2 separate regions of the Bos taurus genome follow, and region 1 is linked to region 2. The links are chromatin contacts, called in public Hi-C maps. All regions are on one chromosome and are shown on one strand. The core of a region is the stretch at or near the end of the contact, and the rest is flanking DNA. Distances in the headings are between cores, read along the strand shown.

What was found. A called contact is a pair of places that touch in the nucleus more often than the background predicts.
Region 1: a Hi-C map of liver shows a contact between it and region 2, with 5 times the contacts expected there. The contact joins two enhancer-like sites. A contact is called at or near these places in 8 of 11 Hi-C or Micro-C datasets (4-cell embryo, blastocyst, blood and 4 more).

Annotation. Positions count from the first base shown.
Region 1 is chr5:26,345,522-26,351,466 of ARS-UCD2.0, reverse strand. No RefSeq gene overlaps it. Among named protein-coding and RNA genes, the nearest start is that of CALCOCO1, 20 kb to the right of the region's middle. Within about 2 kb of position 1,511, at least 6 of the 102 cell types and tissues checked have an H3K27ac peak or open chromatin away from gene starts, as enhancers often do. A contact at or near this core is called in liver, where this site is marked.
Region 2 is chr5:26,309,732-26,315,777 of ARS-UCD2.0, reverse strand. No RefSeq gene overlaps it. Among named protein-coding and RNA genes, the nearest start is that of CALCOCO1, 16 kb to the left of the region's middle. Within about 2 kb of position 4,012, at least 29 of the 102 cell types and tissues checked have an H3K27ac peak or open chromatin away from gene starts, as enhancers often do. A contact at or near this core is called in liver, where this site is marked.

The DNA of each region.
Region 1 (5,945 bases), core at 262-2,761, 38 kb before region 2:
TTCTTTAAGATATTTGAAGATAGGAAAAAAAAAAAAAGAATTAGAGGAATGTGGGGATGGTTAAAGAGGGAACAATCCCGGAATCTTGACTTTCCTTGGGAAGAATAGTCTTGAATGGAAAAAGTATATAGTTATTATTACTATCCCCCCATCCCACCCCATGGTGACAAAAAATGGCCTTGGGTATGGCAGTAATGTCATTTGGGACAACACTTATACAGAGCTAAGTATTCATTATTCACGGCAGTGTATTCGTGGAGGCACCTCAAAGGGCCTCTTATCCAGGCTCCCTCTGCAGCCCAGATTTCTTTCACAGTAAGCCTGCCAGGGCATCAGCCAGCTTCTGCTTCAGTATTTCTCCCCAAAAGGAGCTCTTTACTTCATGAGCAGTTTGCCCTCTGTCACTGGACAGCTGTAATGGTTAGATATTTTTCGGTAGAATTGAAATCTGTCCTCTTTTAAATTTCAGAATATACTGTTTCTAACTGCCTGTCATATCTCGAGTTATTCTAATGTTTTAAGACCAGTTCAATCAAAGCATTAATCATCCCCCCACAACAGCAATAACAATTAGATACCCATTGGAAAATCAGGAGATTCTGATCTGCACAGATGACTGTCATGTACTTATCTGAAGCCCTTGTTCTAATGGGTAATTCCTGATTAACCTGAGTAATGAAAATGTATCACAATAAAGAAAGATTTGTCATGCCTTGTTATCACTTCATAAGGCTGTCCTTCTACATACCTGCCATAACATCAGGATATTTCTATCCCAATAAAACATGATCATGATGTGCTTGGCTAATAAAAAGGAAAAAAGCCACGTATTAAAAATATGTTTAAAATGATTTGCGTGAGTGATGTAAATATAAACCACCACCATCATCAGTGTCAACAATATCCTCAGTTCATTTGCCTTTTGCAATCCCTGCCGCATCTTTGGGGTGGGAGGTAAAGGAAAAGGGAGGCAGAAAATTAGCATCTATCTATGGGCTACACTCACAATAACCCTGTGAGATGGGTATTAACATGCCTTTCAAGTGAGGAAATTGGACTCAGAGAAGTTAAGTAACTTGCCTGAGGTCAGATGGCTAGTACAGGGAATCAGGATTTTAACCTAGGTAAGTCTGCTTCCAAAGTCCACACTTTCCCCCCTAAACTCGGACAGGTAAATTTTACTTTGATGCCCGCAGAGCCTCAACGAGTGGGTTCATACATGACGTTAGTGAGGCGTCTGTTGCGCTCAGAGACCTCCCCCTTCGCAGTCTGGACTCCCTGAGGGGCAGCCAGGAGTTCAGAGCCTGAACTTTGTGACTTTTGTGCTCGGTCATATTACTGCCATCACCCAGGGGTGCCCACATACAATCTCAGGTGGGGTACCACAGGCACCGTGACCGCTGTACGGTGACACCCTCACAAAACACAGTGTCGTATTCAACCCACGCTGCGACCCACACAGGCCGGCTGTTCCTTCCCTTCTCCTGAGCAGTGAGGTGCGCAGCCGGCAGGGGTCGCCGGCACACCAGGAATTACCACTCGCTGGGCCCGAACAGAACGGAAAGTTCCTCCTCTGTCTTCTCCTAAAATCTCTCACTAATCCCTCCCCTTTCCTGCTTTCCCTTTCTAGCACCCCTCCCCTTCCCCAGGCCCTGTAGTTTCCTGTTGATAAGCTGGATAGTTGCTCCTTATATAGCACCTAAACTGCCCAATCCCAGCCTAGACTAGGGACCAGGGTTTCAGGCTGTCAGTCCTGCTTTGGGGATGCAGGTAGCAAGTAAGGAGCCTGGATTGCGCAACCTTCGGGTTCGCCCTTGACCAATTAAGAGTCTGCCTCTTCTCAGTGTCTTCCCAGCACCATGTCTTGATCATCCATTTATTGTCCCATTGTTCATGTAACGTATGTCCCAAACATCCCGAGACTCCCAGGGTCCCTTAGCTGCTTCATCTTGGGACAGCCTAAAAATGAAGGAGGCGGCAAATCTCTGGTGGAGTGAGTGACCTGTGACCTGTGGTTTTAGATGAGAAATCACAATTTGGGGAGTACAGGGGAAGGACCCAGGTACCCTGATTCCCAACAGAAAGAGGGGTCAGGCGTCTGCTCCCTGCAGGAAAGCTGTGGTCGCCTTCTGGGAGTGGCATCTCTCTGCTCTTTTCTGCCTCTCCCCTCCCATGCTGTAGCAACAACGCCCCAGCTTTTCCAAGCCCCCTTCTCTCTGCAGCCCCCTCCCCGCAACTCCTGGAGCCCAGTGATTGGCGGCTGCCTGCTGCAGGGCCGGCTGGGTTTATGGCTTTGCGGCAGCTGGGGAGAAAGCGAGGCCAGAGACAGAAAATGGAAACCAACCAAGAAATCGAGAATGATGAAAGAGTAAAAGAGAGGGAGACTGAGAGACAGAAAGACCTTGAGAATATCAGATACGCCAAATCAAAGTAATGAGAGGGACAGACTGAAGCACAGATGGACACAAAGAAAATCATAGAGATGGTGATAAAAGATGAAAAAATGTAAGAGGGATGGGATGAAAAAGAAAACAAGAGCACACAGGAAGACATTTGGATGAGCCCCGAGAGTGGGGATGTTCAGGGCTTCCCAGGGCGACAGGAATTGCTGGTAGTACGTAAGGGACTGTACATCTAGGGTAGACATCTAGGGATTCCTAGAAATTCTGAGACAGAAGAGGCCAGAGGATCTTGCAGTTCTCCCTACACCTGTGCTACCATTTATCTGTTCTAGCCTTTTCCATGGTCACACCCTCCTGGAATTTTAAAGGTTTTTACAAAAAATGTCCTCCTTAAGAATGACCCATGGGACTTCCCTGGTGGTCCAGTGGTTAAGAATCCACCTGCCAATGCAGGGGACGTGGTTTGGATCCCCGATCTGGGACGATCCCACACGCAGCAGAGCAACTAAGCCCATATGCCTCAACTATTGGCCCACATGCCCAGAGCCCGTTCTCCACAGCAAGAGAAGCCCCTGCAGTGAGAAGCCCACACAGCGCAACTAGAGAGCAGCCCCAGTTTGCTGCATCTAGAGAAAGCCCGTATGTAGCAATGAAGGCCCAGCACAGCCAAAAACAAAATAAAAAAAAGAGAGTGACCCAAGATCTAATGTGGAAGGATCTTGCTGCATTTTCCATGAAATGAATGGGAACACGGAGGTCTGGGATTTAGGAGGGATTTCAACATTAGAGCTACACTTTGTTGCACATATATTAACCTATAAGGTTGTTGGCTCTGTATGTACCTTGACTGGCACATACCAATGTTTATCTTATGTGATAGTAATTTCTCTATCCTTTTTGCTATTATATAAGTAGGCTCTTTAACAGCGAGAGCTGTGCCTGCCCTTCTTTGTGGCTCCCACAGTGCCTTGTTCTTGTTTATTGAGTGAACCAGTGAATGGCCCCTGGAGATGTTTAAGCAGAGGTTGGATGACTACCAATAAGGGATGGAGTCTAGGAGATTTCTGCACTGAATGGGAAGCTGGAAATATACCTCTAAGCCCCTTTTTGGTTTTAAGATTCTATTAGTCCATATACATGAAACTGAGTTTGCTGTTTCTTTTCCTAATTCTCCAGATATTCAGGGGTAAGAAGCAAAGTGAGAAACCCCAAGTTACAAAGTAACTGGCTCTGCACAAGGTGTTTTACACAGCTGATCTCATATAATCATCACAGATCCGTTTTGCAGATGAGGGTTCAGAGAGATGAGGTGTTTCACTCCAGGTCACGTGATTAGGAAATACGGCAAACTAAGTCTGCTGCTGCTGCTGCTACTGCTAAGTCGCTTCAGTCGTGTCCGACTCTGTGCGACCCCATAGATGGCAGCCCATCAGGCTCTGCTGTCCCTGGGATTCTCCAGGCAAGAACACTGGAGTGGGTTGCCATTTCCTTCTCCATTGCATGAAAGTGAAAAGTGAAAGTGAAGTCGCTCAGTCACGTCCGACTCGTAGCGACCCCATGGACTGCAGCCTACCAGGCTCCTCCATCCATGGGATTTTCTAGGCAAGAGTACTGGATGGCTTGCCAAGATCTCTAAATCCTGGTGATTGCTATCACGCTGTGTTTCTACCCGTTTGAGAGATTTTCAAGGTTTCAGAAAGGCAAAGAAGGAGTTGAGAAATGGAGGTAACAGGAAGACATGGCTTTTAAATTTAGGGATGGGAGAGAGATTTGGAACTCTTAGGTAGGGGGGAAAATCTACTTTTCTGGGAGTTACAATAGGACATTTCTGCTCTTATCTGATTATCAACAGGTACCTGGAGAAGAAGGGACAGGCACAGAAAAACTGGGGAGGTTGGGTACTGAACACTGGAATCTCTTGCTATGGGTTCTGGCATTGGGAGCATGAGACATACAGGTACCTACAGAATGCAATCTTGGGATTCCAGGCCTTTCTGTTTCTGCTAGGAGGATGTTGGGAGGCTGGGTATTGTAGGGGTCCTATTTAGTGGCAAAGCTTAGACTAATGCTGTGCAGTAGAAATTTAATATGGGTCACATACATAATTTAAAATCTAGTGCCTGCATGCATGCTAGGTCGCTTTCAGTTGTGTCTGATTCTTTGTGACCCTACGGACCATAGCCCGCCAGGCTCCTCTGTCTATGAGATTCTCCAGGCAAGAATACTGGAGTGGGTTGCCATGCCCTCCTCCAGGGGATCTTCTGGACCCATCTTTTACTGGCATTTTTACGTCTGTTGCGTTGGATAGTGGGTTCTTTACCACTAGTGCCACTTGGGAAGCCCAAAATCTTCTAATAGCCACATTTGAAAAAGAACTAGGTGAAACTACCTTTAATAATGTATTTTATTTAACCCAATCTATTCAAAATATTATATCCCTTCAACATGCAGTCAATATAACATTATTTTAAATTTGTTTTAGTTTTGGTGTTAAATATGAAATTTGTTATGCGATTTGCAGTTGACAAATCTGTCTACACTAGTCACATTTCAAGCGTGTTTTAATGGAGAATTCACTGGTGGTCCAATGGTTAGGACTCAAGCTTCTGTTGCACAGGGCACAGGTTCTATCCCCGGTTGGGGAAATAAGATCCCTCATGCTGCAAGGCCAAAAAGCAAAAGAAATTTAAAAAAAAAAATCAAGTGTTCAGTAGTGGCGTGTGGTTGGTGGCCACCATGTGGGCAGTGCAGGCTTAGAGAGTGCCTAAATCTGATTGGTCACAGGCAGCAGGATCTTTGATGTGGGATCCAGACATCTTGGTTCCCACCCTTGATTGTACTTACACCTTGACTTAGGAGTCCTTGTTTTTCTGTGAGACTAGAGACATGTCCCCACTTCCCATGGGTCAGAAGAATTGCATATCTATTGCAGGGTATCTGTTTCAGGCTCTATGAAGTCCAGCTGTACAATTACTTCTACCTGAAACACTCTCCTTAAGTGCCTCTTGCTGAGTTGCCAGTGACCTCCTGGCTGTCAAACCAGCTATTTCCAGGGAAACTTTCCCTGGCTTCTCTGTTGCACCTGCTGCTGTGGCCTTTTTCCTTGACTCACCTCCCCTGAGTTGCTTCCTACCTCTCTGATTCTTCTATTTTCTCCATGGCTCAGCACTCCCCATCCTTCTCTTCCATGTTGATGGTCTCCTGAGTGCTGCCCTTGGTCCTCTGACCTCTCACTCTACACTCAGGGAGGCCTGGGTAATCTTTCTTCACTTGTATCATCTTTACTTACAAGGATCTTAAGTTTCTCTCTTCTGCTCTAAACCCATCCTGAGCTCTGGACTTAAATATCTATCCAATTGTCTACTGGGGTCCTGTCTCCTTTGAAAGATCTTTAAGACACTGAGAATTCAACAAGGCAAAACTGCACTGATAACCTTTTCCCCCAAGGTATTATTTCTCCATTTGTATTCTTAATTTGGTGAATGGCATCACTGGTTATCTGGTCACTGAAAGCAGAAACCTGGGATCAACAGGACTCCTTCT
Region 2 (6,046 bases), core at 2,763-5,262:
CCTGTCTCCTGCATTGCAGACAGATTCTTTACCATCTGGTGCAGCCCAGAAAAGTTCTTTAGGAGGTGTCATGGACAGGGTGTGAGGGTGAAGGAGAGGGAAGCAGGACATTTTGATTTTTGAAGTCATTTGGATGCCAATGGAATGTGACTCTAAAAAAGTTTGACTTTTAGCTTAAAAAAAGATTCCCTTGTCCTATTCCTAAGCAAGGGAGAAGGAAGAGTCATGGCTGATCACGGGTTCTTGGCTCAGTAGATGGGAGTTCCTCCTTGAGATGGGGAACTTGTTGGAAGGAGCAGGTGTCAGGGTGAGGCTGGGTGAAGGAATTTGTTCTCCTTCTGGACATAGATGGTTTGAAATACTTCCTGGTCTCCAGAGAGTCATTCTTTGTATTATGGAGCTAGGCCTTTCTGGCAATCTTTCTATTGCTCCAGACATGCTCTTAAAGGAGAAGACAGAGGGTGGTTCAGAAATTCAGAAACAGGAGTCAATCACAGATGAAATAAAGAGCGTGTGTGTATGTGTAGATACCATTAGGAGCAGGTTGGGGTTACAAAGACAATAGATTTTCTTCTGCACTTCATACACAACATTTGCACATTAATTAGCGCACATAAAAATGCTTATGCAAGACTCCCCCTGCAAATCTCAACCACGCTCCTAATTTAGGAATTGTCCTTCTCTTTTCTGGTTGCACCCCAAACCCCTAATTCCTGTTGTGTATGGTTGGACTTGTCTTACCTGAAAGAATTGGCTGGCCTCCCTCCTGCCAGTTCAGGGGAACTTCCCTTTATGCCTGGGTCAGAGCTGTTGGGGAGGGAGCAGCTGTTGAGGGGCCAGGATTGGGGGAGAGATTGGCTTAGTCTGGTCTTAGGGAGTGTCCTTGTCTGTATCTATCTGGGTTCCTTTTTCTGTCTCTTTCCTCTCACAGATTGTGTGGCATTTTGGAGGGTGGAGTGCCTGGGCACCCAGCCCACTACATCCCGCCCCAATCTGGCCCTGGGCATGAGCCAAATGGTGCTGGCCATCAGCCTGGCTTCTTGCCCATCCATTATAGCCTCAGCTGCCAGACTGGCACAGGTATCCAAAGGAACTACTACTCGGCCCTGCCCTCCCCCAATTCTGTGGCTGGGGCCAAAGTGAAGGAGAATCAGATGGAGAGAGAGCACCCTGGGTAGGGAACCAGTGTCAACCCCACCCTCCATAGTGGAAAGGGTCATCTGGACCTTGGGGTGGACGCCAGGCTGCAGTCCATGGAGGACTCCCTTAGTGTAGGGATGGGCTGGGGCAGTGTTGGGAGGAGACAGCATTGGTTGCTTGGGTGTGAAGGAAGACGCCCTTCTAGGTCCTGGGAGATGTTCTCCTTCTTTCTGTGTCTGTGCAAATCATGTGAGCTGGTGCATGTTTCCTGCTTATGGGTTTATCCCCTAATGGGACCATGCACAGGGCTCTGATGCTGTGGGGAGGGGCTTTTAGTTCTGCCCAGGCAGCGCAGATGTGAACCTGCCGTGAATACTGCATGTCAGGCTGTATGAATCTGTTGCATGCGGGAATGACATCTGTGAGAGTGCTGTTAGGGTACAGGAGAAGTACACGTGTGACAGAGGCATGGGGCCTTTTAGTCCCCTGGCACAGACCAACTGTGTCTGCGCTATGGGGCACTGAGTATCACATCGTTGGCCCCTGGTTGTGGAACCCATGTACCCTCTTTTCTGAGCACAGCGGCTTGGCCCGGGTGTAGACTGCTTCTGGTCATGGGCAGTCAGGGATTGTCTGGTGGGAGCTATGTCTCCGGAGCGTGCTGGCTATGCCTTGTCTTTCCACCTATGTGAACCGTGTGTTCAAATATGTGAATCCCCTCGAGAAATGTTGGGTGGTGAGGGGGTCGGAAGCCTGAAAAAGATGGGAGAATTTATGAGCTGCTTTTGTCGGGAGACAGTCGTAATGAAGAAAATTCAATTTTCTGCAGCTCGAAGAGTCAATATGTTAAATCTTGGAGAAGCTGTGGAGTGACAGCAGAATGGCAAAGTCAATGGGACGTGTGTGGGGGGAAGCCGTCTATCTGCGTCTGCAGTGAGGCAGCCTCCTCTCTGTACCCTTGAACTGCAGCTGGAGACAGGATGGAGTCCAATACCTGAGTTCCTGGAACTGCCCCTCTCTCCCATCCTCCTCCACCTCAGTGGCCATCATGTCCTGCCTCTGGGAAAGCTGCTCTCTCCCAGATTCAATTCTACCCTAGCACCTTCTCAGGAAGTCCCTCTTATAGTCTAACCACCACTCCCTCTTGCTGTAGTTACTAATTTCACAGTGGCTGTTTATAGCCCAAAGTGATTAGTAGGAAAATTTTCTTTTCCTCCCAACTTTTCATCCCCACTCTCCCTGCAGCTACTCCATGGCTGGCCTCCTGTTTTCCAGCAGGTTTCAACTTTTTTCTAACCAGTCTTTCCCTCCTCCTTTCCAGCTTCCTGTTCTAGGAGGCAGGAGCATGGCAGGGGTGGGGTGGTGGGGTGGGGACGGGCGTGGAGGGGTTGGGGGGAGGGGCTGATGGGGAATGGAGAGAAAAGCTGGGGATTCCTCTGTGAGCCACAGTGTCACCAGGAGATGTGATTAGCTGAGCTGCTGGCTGTGTAATTAGTGTGTGCCCGCGTCTCAGGGGTCTGGTGTGTTAACAGCGGGTCCCTGTGGTGGGTAACGAGATCGTGCCTATGGCTGGTTGCACACGCTAATTAATTAGTGCTCCTCTGGTGTCGAGGAATGAAGAGGATCTGGGGGAGCTGATGGTGGGGGTGTCTCAAAGCCCAAGAGCCCAGCTGTTCAGAGCCCAGAGGTCACCTAAGGTTCTGCCAGAATAGGGGCATCAGGCTGGTGTGCAGGGTTTGGGTCACATACTTGGGAGCCCTGGCTGAAGAGAGGGTGTGTGGGGTACGGTGGCCTGGGCTCTCAGTGGTGGGTGTTCTGGAGTCCTGGGCTGGGCTGGTGGAGGTGGATGGAGGGGGGACAGCCCCTTCAGCTTAGAGCAGTCTCCAGGCTCGTGGCCTGTCTTAGAGCATCCTTTCTCCAGGTGGCCCAGAGAGGAAGGGAGTGGAACAGGGAGGAGACATTCGATACCCTTCCAGCCTCATTCCTGTCCCCTCTACCCTCTCGCATCTCACTAAGCCCAGCTTCTCAATCAGCCATTTCACACTTATTACCCGCTCACAGTGTGCACAGAGCTCCAAAAGGCTCTCTCCTGTTCTCATCTTAATAACCACTGCCTTCTTTTCTCCTTGCTGCCCATGCAGACAGAGACTCAGACTCCTCAGCTCCCGGGTCTATCTTAAGAGCCCAGAAGTGTCTTCTGTAGCCTGAGATGTGGAACCTAGATACCTGGAAGAAATACCATGAAAAACCTAAAGAAACAGGGGGAGGAGAGAAGGTTGGGAGAGAGCCTCACAATTTCCCGGGACAGTACGGTCATTTATAGCAGCAAGAAAGACTAAGGTGAGAGGAGAGGAAGAACTTCCAGGGAGCAGCCAGCTCTCCTCGTTTCCCGAGGCAGAAATCCTCCGCCCGATCCAGGAAGGGGTCAGGAGGAAAATGGACCGATGGAAGGATATCCTCTCCCCTTGAGCGGTGGGATTTAGCAAGGTGTGGCGGGAATGGGGAAGGGGAGACAGAACAGAGAAAACGGGCAGAAAAGAAGATGAGGCTGCGGCTTCCGTGTGGAGGCGCGAGTCCTATTCCTGCACACGGTAATTGCTAAATTACCCGCCATCTGCTCGGCTCTCAGACATAAATTATCTGCGCGGAGAAAAGACGCAGAGGCTGCACACTTTCCTTTTTCTCCCAATCCCAAGCTAGGAGCAGCGGGGGAGCTCTTCCCTCCAGCCCGAGTGAAGGCGAGGGTGGTGAGACCACCCGATGGGGGAACAGTCCCCCTTTTCCTTCTGCCTTCTCCTGAGGAGGAGTGGCTTTGGGGCGACCGAGGTCCCAGCGCTGCCCAGGGTCCTTTCTGACTTGGGGCGGGGCGAGCTGCGGGCTGGCCAGGCCTCGCGAGGCCACTGAGGAGGGGGCGGGGCGCGCCCTAGTGGGCGGGGCTTCCCTCAGGTGTGGCCGAATTGCCTCGGCAGGTTTTTCCCTGGTCACCTTCCACCTCCCCCACTTCCCGCCCACTGCTTTACTCGTGGGGAGAAGTCTCTTAAGCTCTCATTTACACTTGTCCTGTCTGCCAGAAGGAAGAGAGGGAAGAAGGCAGGCAGAGGGCTTGAGGAGAGAGGAAAGGAGTAGGGGAGTGCGGCCCTTGGTTTTATTCTGCTCTGAACCTTTCCCTTCACCTCTAGATTCTGAAGAGTGGCAGAGATGTGAAAGCAGATGTAGGGGCAATAACTTGAAGTGGGGCAAAAATGGTAGAATGCAGCAGGTTGCAGAGATGGAGGTAATGCGAAAGCAGAGCTCTCTGGGAGGTGGGGTGGTTTGGGGAGGTGGGCAAGAGAAGCAGGTGATCAGGCTGGGGAGGTGAATGAGGAGGAGAGGAGGGGGCCAGAGTGGGAGGTGGGCAGGATGAAAGGGTCAGAGAGCTGGAGATGGGCGAGGAGGTGGAGTGATGGAGCAGATGGAGGAGGATGGAGTGGTAGAGAGACATGGGGTAGGGTGCGGAGGTGGAAGAACCAGGATGGGACAATGCCTGATGGAAGTTCAGATATGGTTAGTGTAGTGAATTGTCTAGAAGGAGAGCCAGAGGAGGCTCAGAGTGGGGATGACAGACAGCAGTTCAGAAAGCAGGTCAGGCTCTGGAAGGAATGTAGGGAGCAAAGGCTGTGATACAGAAAGCTAGGGTGTTTGTGGGTCCTTGGAGGGTCCCAGGAAGGTGAGCGTCAGACCTTCAGAGCCGCTTCCCACTTTGAGGCTGAGGCCTGACTCTTGAGGGGCGTTGAGGAGGCTGCTTAAGAAGCTGGGGTAGGGGTGCGATCCTGTTCCCTGCCCCAGCCCCAGGCACCTGCTGGGTGCGCAAATTAGGGTGGGGGTGTATTGGGCGGCTTCCCAGTTCTGAGAGCAGAAGCTGGTGGGGTTTCTTCCGAGCGATTGTTTAGTATTCATGGGGCGACGCAATCTCTCCCACATCTGCTTAGCACAGCAAGTCCTGTCATATAACTGTCTCCCGCACTGTCTGTCCATAAAGAATGTCTCGGAATTGGTGTAATTCAGAGAAATTAATGACGACTTTCCGCGGGACTGCTCCCTGGGGGATGATTAACACTTCATCGTCCATCTGATGCGCGGGGCCCAGCGCTCCATCGCGAACATTTGGGCCGTGGCCAGCCGCATTAAAGGTTATTACGGAAAACGCGACCTGCAAACGGGCGAGAGGCATGATGGACCGGGAGGGGCGGGGACCAGGGTGGGGGCGGGGGAGTCGGATGGAGCCGGCCAAGTCCGAGATCAAGTTTCCCCAGGTTCGCGCACCTGGGGGTCTGAGGCGGAAGGAGGCTGGGTTTCTGTTTCAAGGGATGCAGGACTGGGAGAGTGTTGGGGAGACCCTCACCAGGGGGACTGGGAAAGAAAGAAGGTGACTTTCCACAGTGGACACGTTGCTGATGGAGGCTTTCCCTGTCTTAATCGTCACAGAATTATTGGGTAAATTGTATTTAACCCACCTTACAGGTGGTGAAACTGAAGCTTAGAGAGGTTGTGTACTGTGTCTTAAGTAACACAGCTTATTCAGAGGCAAAGTTAGGATTTGCATTCAGGTCCTTGCTTCCTGAACTCTTGGTCTTTCCACCACACCACTGGGGAGGTCTCACTCGTATATGTCCACCTCAATTTCAGGCACGTAGGCATGTGTGTGGCAGACAGGTGCGCAAACATGTATGTTGTATAAATGAATGAATGAGCTTTGCAGGTTCCATTTCAGTGGACGAGAATCCCAGAGATTCTGGAGGCAGGAAAGGGAACACAGCATAGGAGTTCCAGTTTGGGTCAGGAAACTGGAAATAGGTTTCCTGTGGGTTTCTAAGCTTCCCCTGGGGCATTCTAAACCTCTAGAATCTAGAGGGCTGGCCTCTTCATC